2 separate regions of the Zeugodacus cucurbitae genome follow, and region 1 is linked to region 2. A link is a contact called in public Hi-C data. All regions are on one chromosome and are shown on one strand. The core of a region is the stretch at or near the end of the contact, and the rest is flanking DNA. Distances in the headings are between cores, read along the strand shown.

Region 1 (3,818 bases), core at 1,061-3,560, 130 kb after region 2:
TTTTTGATTTGTTGAAAATTGTCAACTTGGCATTTAAAAAACGACCATTTTTTACCTAAAAATCGAAATTTTTTTTCAGAACTACGCCATTTTGTTAATGTTTGATATCTTTCAATAATCATAGGTCATTGTATAGGGAATATATTAAACTTTAATAACCTTTTTAAATTTTTGTGTTTCAGTTTCTCATTCGGCCGGAATCATGTCAGCAGTTGGGAAATTTTTTTTTTGGCACCTCCCAATACAACCCATAACTCCTTTATTAAAATATAGTTGAAAGTCACCTTATTATGTCCAAAAAACTTCGAAACATTCGACCGAATACTTTCTTTAAAAAAATTCACTAAAATCGCAATCCGTTATTTTCAAAGAGATGACTTTTGTCAATTATATCTCACATTGTGAAAGGCGGCAAATAGTGATAGTGACTCAATAGAAACTTCGGAAGCTTGTTTGGGAGGTTCTTTCCTATGCACCTTATTATAGTCCAGGCCAGCACCAAGTGATTATTACGTGACCCTGTCTGAATGCTTCTATAATAGTGACTTTATGACATTATCTTCAAAATCTCAACAACTTTAAACAAAACTGTACATATTTGACATAAATCGAATGTTTCTAGCAGTGCTAAATAAAACCTTTCATTAATGCAAAATTGTTGAATTTCTTTATACTAGACTTAAATTATCACCATAATGAATTGTTAGCTTAGTCAAATGTGAATCACTGTGTTATATATGGTAAACAGAAGAATTCAAATTTTATGCTCTAAAGAAATCAAAAAAGAAAAAAAAATAATTATTTTAGTATAATCCGAAAGAGGTAGAAATAATCGGCTAAGAATCGGCCAAATATGGCCGATGCCGATACCGATGCCGATGCTTAATTTTGTGACCGATACTGGCCGATGCCGATACCAAGGCCGATTAATCGGTCGGTCTCTAATAGGTAGTATAGAGGATGAGTGATATAAACCGGTCAAAAATTGATTGAATCAGTTAATCGAAAATCGTAGTTATGGGTTACTGTGTCTGTAGATTCTTTCACTTACACCCATATACCGACTATATTGAACTTCCTGCCTTTAGTTAAGTTTATAACATATATCAACAGGATAAGCTCAAGATATCCTACATAAAATTAGACGAGAATAATAAGACTAGCATTATGTCATACAATCTTAGAAATTATTTATACCTGTATGTACTGTGCTTTTAAGTTAAATTGAGTGATTTCAATCAGTTAGTTTGATTTGAATATAGAAGATCTCATATATGAGATCAGTTTGAATATCATTTAATTGTAATTCAAAAAAAAAAATTGTGTGTTAGAAAAACCAACACGCGCCGTTACTTATCCACAGCAAATACGGAAACCAAAAGTTGACTTGTTTGACTGCACTGCAATAAAAAGGAATTAAGACGGTCCAGAAGCTTGAATTCCAATTGTATTACGTGACGTTATGCAATGCGCCGACATAAAACAAGAAACATAGAAACTAGCGATATTAAAAGGCATTAACTATTGAAACTACAAATTCAAATTCAAATTCGGCCAAACATAAGACGTGACATTTTGATTTATGACACGCTTTAGTTTAAACTGACTTTAAAACACCAATTCTATGCATAATTATTGCAGTGCCAAACATAGCAACGGACTTAGGTGTTATAAAATGGAAATTAAATGTTTTGTGTTCGATGAGAGAACATATAGCATATTGTATATTTAATAACATCTATGTGAATATATGTATATATGTTAGTTGGCTTGCATAAAAAAATTAGAGAATGAAACTCAGAATATTATTAATGATATGAACTCACCTCTTTTGTCGCGCTGCGCAGACTGCTGTTGTTTTGTTTGCTGTTGCTGTTGATTTGGAGTTGACTGCTTTTGTTGTTCTTGCAGTTGTTGTTGTTGTTCTGCGCGTGTTTCTTCACTATTGTTGACTGCAGTTATTAAACTAGATACTGGATGATTGACGATTTTCGTGCTATTGATGCTGCTGTATGGCTGATGAAATGTATGTATTCTACTATAATTTTTGTTGTTGTTGTTGTTGTTGTGATTACTGTGATTGCTGTCGCCGGAGTTGATAATGACCATTGATAAGAGTATGAGTAAAACTGATACGCGTGACATTATGGCGGATTATATATTGTTTAACGCATAAATATTGCACTGAAGAATTCACGTTTAATTTTTGATTTTTTTGTTTTTAATTTCTTATAATTATTTTTATAATTTATTTTTTATTTTATTTATTATATTTTATTTTTTTTTATTTATTATATTTTAAAATTATTTTTATTAATTTTATTATTATTTTTATTTTAATTTATTTTGTTAAATTTTATAATTATTTTTATTATATTTTATTTTTATTTTATATATTAAATTTTATAATTATTTTTATTTATTTTTTATTTATTATTAATATTATTTACAACTAATTATATGAAATTATTGTATGTTTATGCGATGATTATCTATTTTTTTGTATGATTTCTGGCGCTTTTTCGATGGCTGAGTGTTACGATGTGTGACTGACCGTTAGACCGGCATACGCGGAATGCGCTTCACTCGCTGCGTTCACCGTAGCAAAAATGCTGCTCAAGGCAATAAAGCGCTTAGCTTAAAGTATACGCGGCGCGTCTCAAAGCGGCGCACACAGCAATGCGGTAATGCGTCGCACTTGACCACTTCAACACGCTCAACGAACGAAATTCAAATTCAAATTAATAACAGTGTACGTTGCTCTACTAGCGCAGTAGAAATTTTATTCACAGCGGTCACCACTGAAAATGTTTGTTGTTGTATAACAGTGTGTGCATATGATTATCGTCGTCTGTTTATCAAATCGATATCAAAATTGTATAGTCAATAATAAACAAATGCACGGAAGACACAACACAGGCGTTACGTCACAAATACACAAACAAGTTTGGCGTTACAACAACACCGGTGTTTACGCGCCTACTAGCCTTTAACTAAAAATGATTTGTTTATCAGGCGAACCCGATTGTCTAACTTGTAAGTGTTCCGTTTCAGTTGGCTGAGACGCGCGTTACATTTCACCAAGTCCACTTTTTAAACACACAGCTTCACTGCACTGCACTACACTCGCACTTTCGCCTGTGACGCGCTGGTCCAACCGGCTTGACGGCAAATAAAATAAACCGAATATTTTATGCATGTAAATCACCCATGAAATCAAACGCTTTCTAAAAAATTCTGCCGCACTGTTGACAATATTCAAATGCAACAAATTATGAGCATCAAAATACAAAAATCAAATTACAAAAGCAAAAATAACAAAAACAATTAGTTGCGACAAAAGGCGTTAATTAGGCCGCTGACGCTTAGCTGTTGAACTGTCGCACACACTGACCACACACTAGTAGTCTCCTACAGTTGCCGTTTCGATTTCCACCTGTCCCATTTATATGCATGTACATATGTATGTGTCATTATTATCCAACAGATTAATTAATGCCGCGCCGAAGAAAGCATATTCGTTTATTCATATTTCAACGTCGTCAAATTTTCGTTTATTAAATAACACAAGCTAATAAAAATCCAACAAAACAAAACAAAACCGAAATCGAAGATAAAATCCAATCAAAAATACAACAAAGCGCCTTTCTTCACCGTATATGACGTGTTGTTGTTGCTATTTAAGGCAACACAAGTTGCTCGTAGCGCGATACACTTGGTTCGTTCATTCGTTACACTTGATTAAGGCGAAGAAGCGTTAGCATTAGTGTTGCATTAGTTGCTGCGGATGAGCGCCACAGCGTGTGTACGCCCCACAA
Region 2 (3,611 bases), core at 12-2,511:
ACCAATTCTAAAATATTAAAAATATAATTTAGAAATTTAAATTAAACAATTATTAGACAAAACATGCCTGTTATTGCATTGTAAACTAGGTCTCGCGACTCCGCATTAACTTCATCAATGCTACATACTAAATGTTTTGCCGTTATCCAACTGAGTTGACGTATACGTTTTTGTATTTTTACATCGTTTTCTTCATCAGCCGTAAAGTACGGACTAAAGAGAAATCTAAAAAAAATTAATAAATAAAAAATTTTGCAAAATTATATTTGTACATAAATTTATTAATTCTGCAATTACTTGTGATTCTGTGTCATGACAACTTTTTCAAAGAAGTCGATTGCACTTTCACGGTCTTCGTCGGTGGCAATTTGGAAACGCTGGTCGTTGTGCACAATATCCGCAAGTTTGGTGTATGCATTTTGTACCAACTCTGACAGCTCGTCCACATTCTTATTAGCACTATTATTCATATAGCTACGTATGGCATTATCTAGCCGTTGAATTTCGCTTTTTAGCTTACGTTTGCCATCATCAGGTATGCGTAGTTGTCGTAGTTGTAGCATAAATTGGCTCTCGGTGGGGTCGGGTATATAAGATCTTTGACCTGTGAAAACATTCATTTGATAACGGAGTTAAAGCATAAATATCTGTTGAGCTTACCTAAATGACCGTCTTGTTTTGACTTTTTACTCTTCAATGTGTTTGATTGAAGAGTTTTTTGAAATACAGCGGGCACAAGTGATTTCTTCTTAGTAAGTGTACCTGTCGATATTTCCGGCATACTGTCCTGCCTCTTGTTTGGCACTCGCCCCAAGAGATTCTGTGGGGACAATCGCCCAGCTGTGCTGGTGGCACCGGTATTAGCCGCATTTGCAGTTGCAGGGAGTGCACGCTGCTCTGCTTTATCAGCAAAACCAGCAAAAATTAAACAAAAACATTTATTTTTAGAATTTGCAAAGCAGCAACTAACCTTTCTTTCTTTTATCGTTCCGTTCACGAAAACATTTGGAGCACAGTCCATCAAATTGGGCATTGCCATAAAATCCACAGCCTTGACGGCATTTGAGGTCACGTTGTACTATACGTAATTGGGGCACACGCGCTATTGACATATCTGATTTGATGTATGAGTATTAAATGGTATAATAATTTTTAGTTGTAAATTTTTTTAAGCAAATAATTGTGGCGAAAATTTTCTGGTAATAAAAATTAATCAATGTTCGTGTCAGTCACAGTTCGTAGCTATTAATTTTGTTTTGACAAGCATATTCGCATATTCACAATAAATATGTCTTCGTTTTCTTTTTTGCTATGTTTGAAAGCGGTATTCACGAAAAGTGATAATGAATGATAACGTAAATATCGGTAAACGTAAAAATCTTGACTTACTTTTCGAAAATTTTAATTTAGGATTTATTTATATAAGGAAGTGCGTGAATTGGTTCTAGTTTCGAAAATTGGTATAAAAAAGTTGGTAAGGTCATATTCTTCTTCTTTTTGACTGGCCTAGATACCGAGAAAGAGGACATTTCTTTTCAATAGCCTACTCAGTCCAAGTAGCACCTGTTGGCAAGAATGATTCTGCGTTAGATTTCAAAGCTGACGTTGATGCTGGAGCCTAGGCATACGAAATTATCTACAACTTCAAAGTTATGACTGTCAACAGTGACGTGGGAGCCAAGACGGGAATGCGCTGACTGTTTGTTTGATGACAGCAGATATTTCGTCTAGTCCTCGTTCACCACCAGACCCAGTCTGGAAAAAGCAGAACTAACGTCGCGGGTGTTGTTTCCAATGATATCGATATCATCGGCGTACGCCAGTCGCTGTACACTCTTATAGAAAATTGCACCTCTATTTAGCTCTGCATCTCGTATTATTTTCTCTAAGGATACTAAATTCAGACATAGCGGCATCTAGACTCCTTTTCGTGCAGTCGAAATCAGCTTTAAAATCGACAAAGGGATGGTGTGTGTCGATTCTCTTTTCACGGGTCTTTTCCAAGATCTGGCGCATGGTGAATATCTGTTCAGATGTAGATTTTCCTGGTTTAAAGGTAACTGATAAGGTCCAATCAGTTTGTTAACGCTGGGCTTTAGTCTTTCATCCAGTACGCTCGATAGAACCTTATAAGCGATGTTATGGAGGCTTATCCTACGGTAATTGGCGCAGGTTGTGTGGTCTCCCTTTTTGTGGATTGAGCAGAGTACACTTCGATTCCAATCGTCCGGCATGCTTTCTTCCGACCATATTCCGCAAAGAAGCTGATGCATGCACCTTATCAGCTCTTCGCCGCCGTATTTGAATAGCTCCGCCGGCAATCTATCGGCCCCCGCCGCCTTGTTGTTCTTCAAGCGTGTAATTGCTATTCTAATTTCTTCACGATCGGGCGTTGGAATATCTAGTCATCAACAACTAAATCACCTCTGGGGTCCTACAGCAGTGTGCTCCGGTCTTAAAACCTTCAGTTAGTCGCCGGATCTTTTCGTAAAATTTTCGAACATTACCCCTGTCGGTCAGCATGTTTAGCTCTTCATACTCACCCATTTGTTCCTCTTCAGCTCCCGGTATCTATCCCATCCAGCACTTGTTGCAGTCGATCGCAACATTGCGAGGTAGGGAGTATGTTTTCTCTCCACTGCGAGACGACAATCCTCATCATACCAGTTGTTTTTTTGACATTTCCGAAATCCAATAGTTTGCAGCTGTACGTAAGGAGCTTGATATGCAGTCCCACAGTTCCCTTATACCGAGATGCTGATGAGTGCAAGTCGCGTAGAAAATCGTTCGGTTGCCGGTTGTGATTGCAACTTCTCGATGTCGAACCTTCCTTGTGTTTGTTGACGTGTGCGCTTTTCTACACAAAGGCGGATGCGTGTCTTAGCTGCTATAAGATAATGGTCCGAGTCGATGTTAGAACCACGAAGAAATGTCATATTTGGTGGAACATTTATCGAGGGTTAAAATAACTTACTTTACATTAGTTTAGTTTACATTAAAAAAGGAAAAATCTTCTGGTACTAAGTCCCTGACGATGTTTTTACTAATTGGAAAGACCTACACCTTTAAGTCCGTGGCACCGCTGGTTTCTAAAAAGCATGATGTAACTTTGGATAATCAGAAATAATTCACTTCTCTCATGAAGAGGGATATGACCAATGTGTAGAGCCGATTTTTTTCGCAAAACAACAATTACTGTACTTTTTGAACTTACCTCGTATTTTCTTACATTCCGTTTTTTTTCATCTAACTTTAGATATTATCGATAGCAATATCCTAAACAACCGGAATCGGAACAACCGTTATGAGAACAAAATAACGGTACTTGTATATTCTTGCAATATTTTACGCACAGTTAATATAATTTTGATCACATTTAGATAGATTATGAGAACTATGAAAAAAATGTTTCAATTTTCGAAATACATATATAATAAAACCATCATAATTAAATCGCAGTGCTTTATTAAATTTTTTCCTTACAGTTTAATTTACAACATAATGTCTTAAATTTTAACTAAACTTTCGCACACAATATTACTAATAGAAGAGTAAACAAATATTTAAAAATTGATGAATGTGTGTGCAGTCCAATAAGAATTCTTCGTTTA

Evidence for each region. Hi-C and Micro-C count contacts between places; a contact is called where the count stands out from the background.
Region 1: a Hi-C map of whole body shows a contact between it and region 2, with 3 times the contacts expected there. The contact joins the promoter of LOC105221019 here to the promoter of LOC105221022 in region 2. A contact is called at or near these places in 2 of 2 Hi-C or Micro-C datasets (both in whole body).

The regions. Positions count from the first base shown.
Region 1 is chr4:46,769,893-46,773,710 of idZeuCucr1.2, forward strand. It overlaps LOC105221019 (probable serine/threonine-protein kinase tsuA), which reads right to left and starts at 2,311. Exons shown (of 5, transcript XM_011197653.3): 1 at 1,827-2,311. The coding sequence starts at 2,145.
Region 2 is chr4:46,640,192-46,643,802 of idZeuCucr1.2, forward strand. It overlaps LOC105221022 (rab5 GDP/GTP exchange factor), which reads right to left and starts at 1,262. Exons shown (of 7, transcript XM_011197659.3): 1 at 971-1,262; 2 at 661-897; 3 at 298-604; 4 at 68-225; 5 at 1-7. The coding sequence starts at 1,112.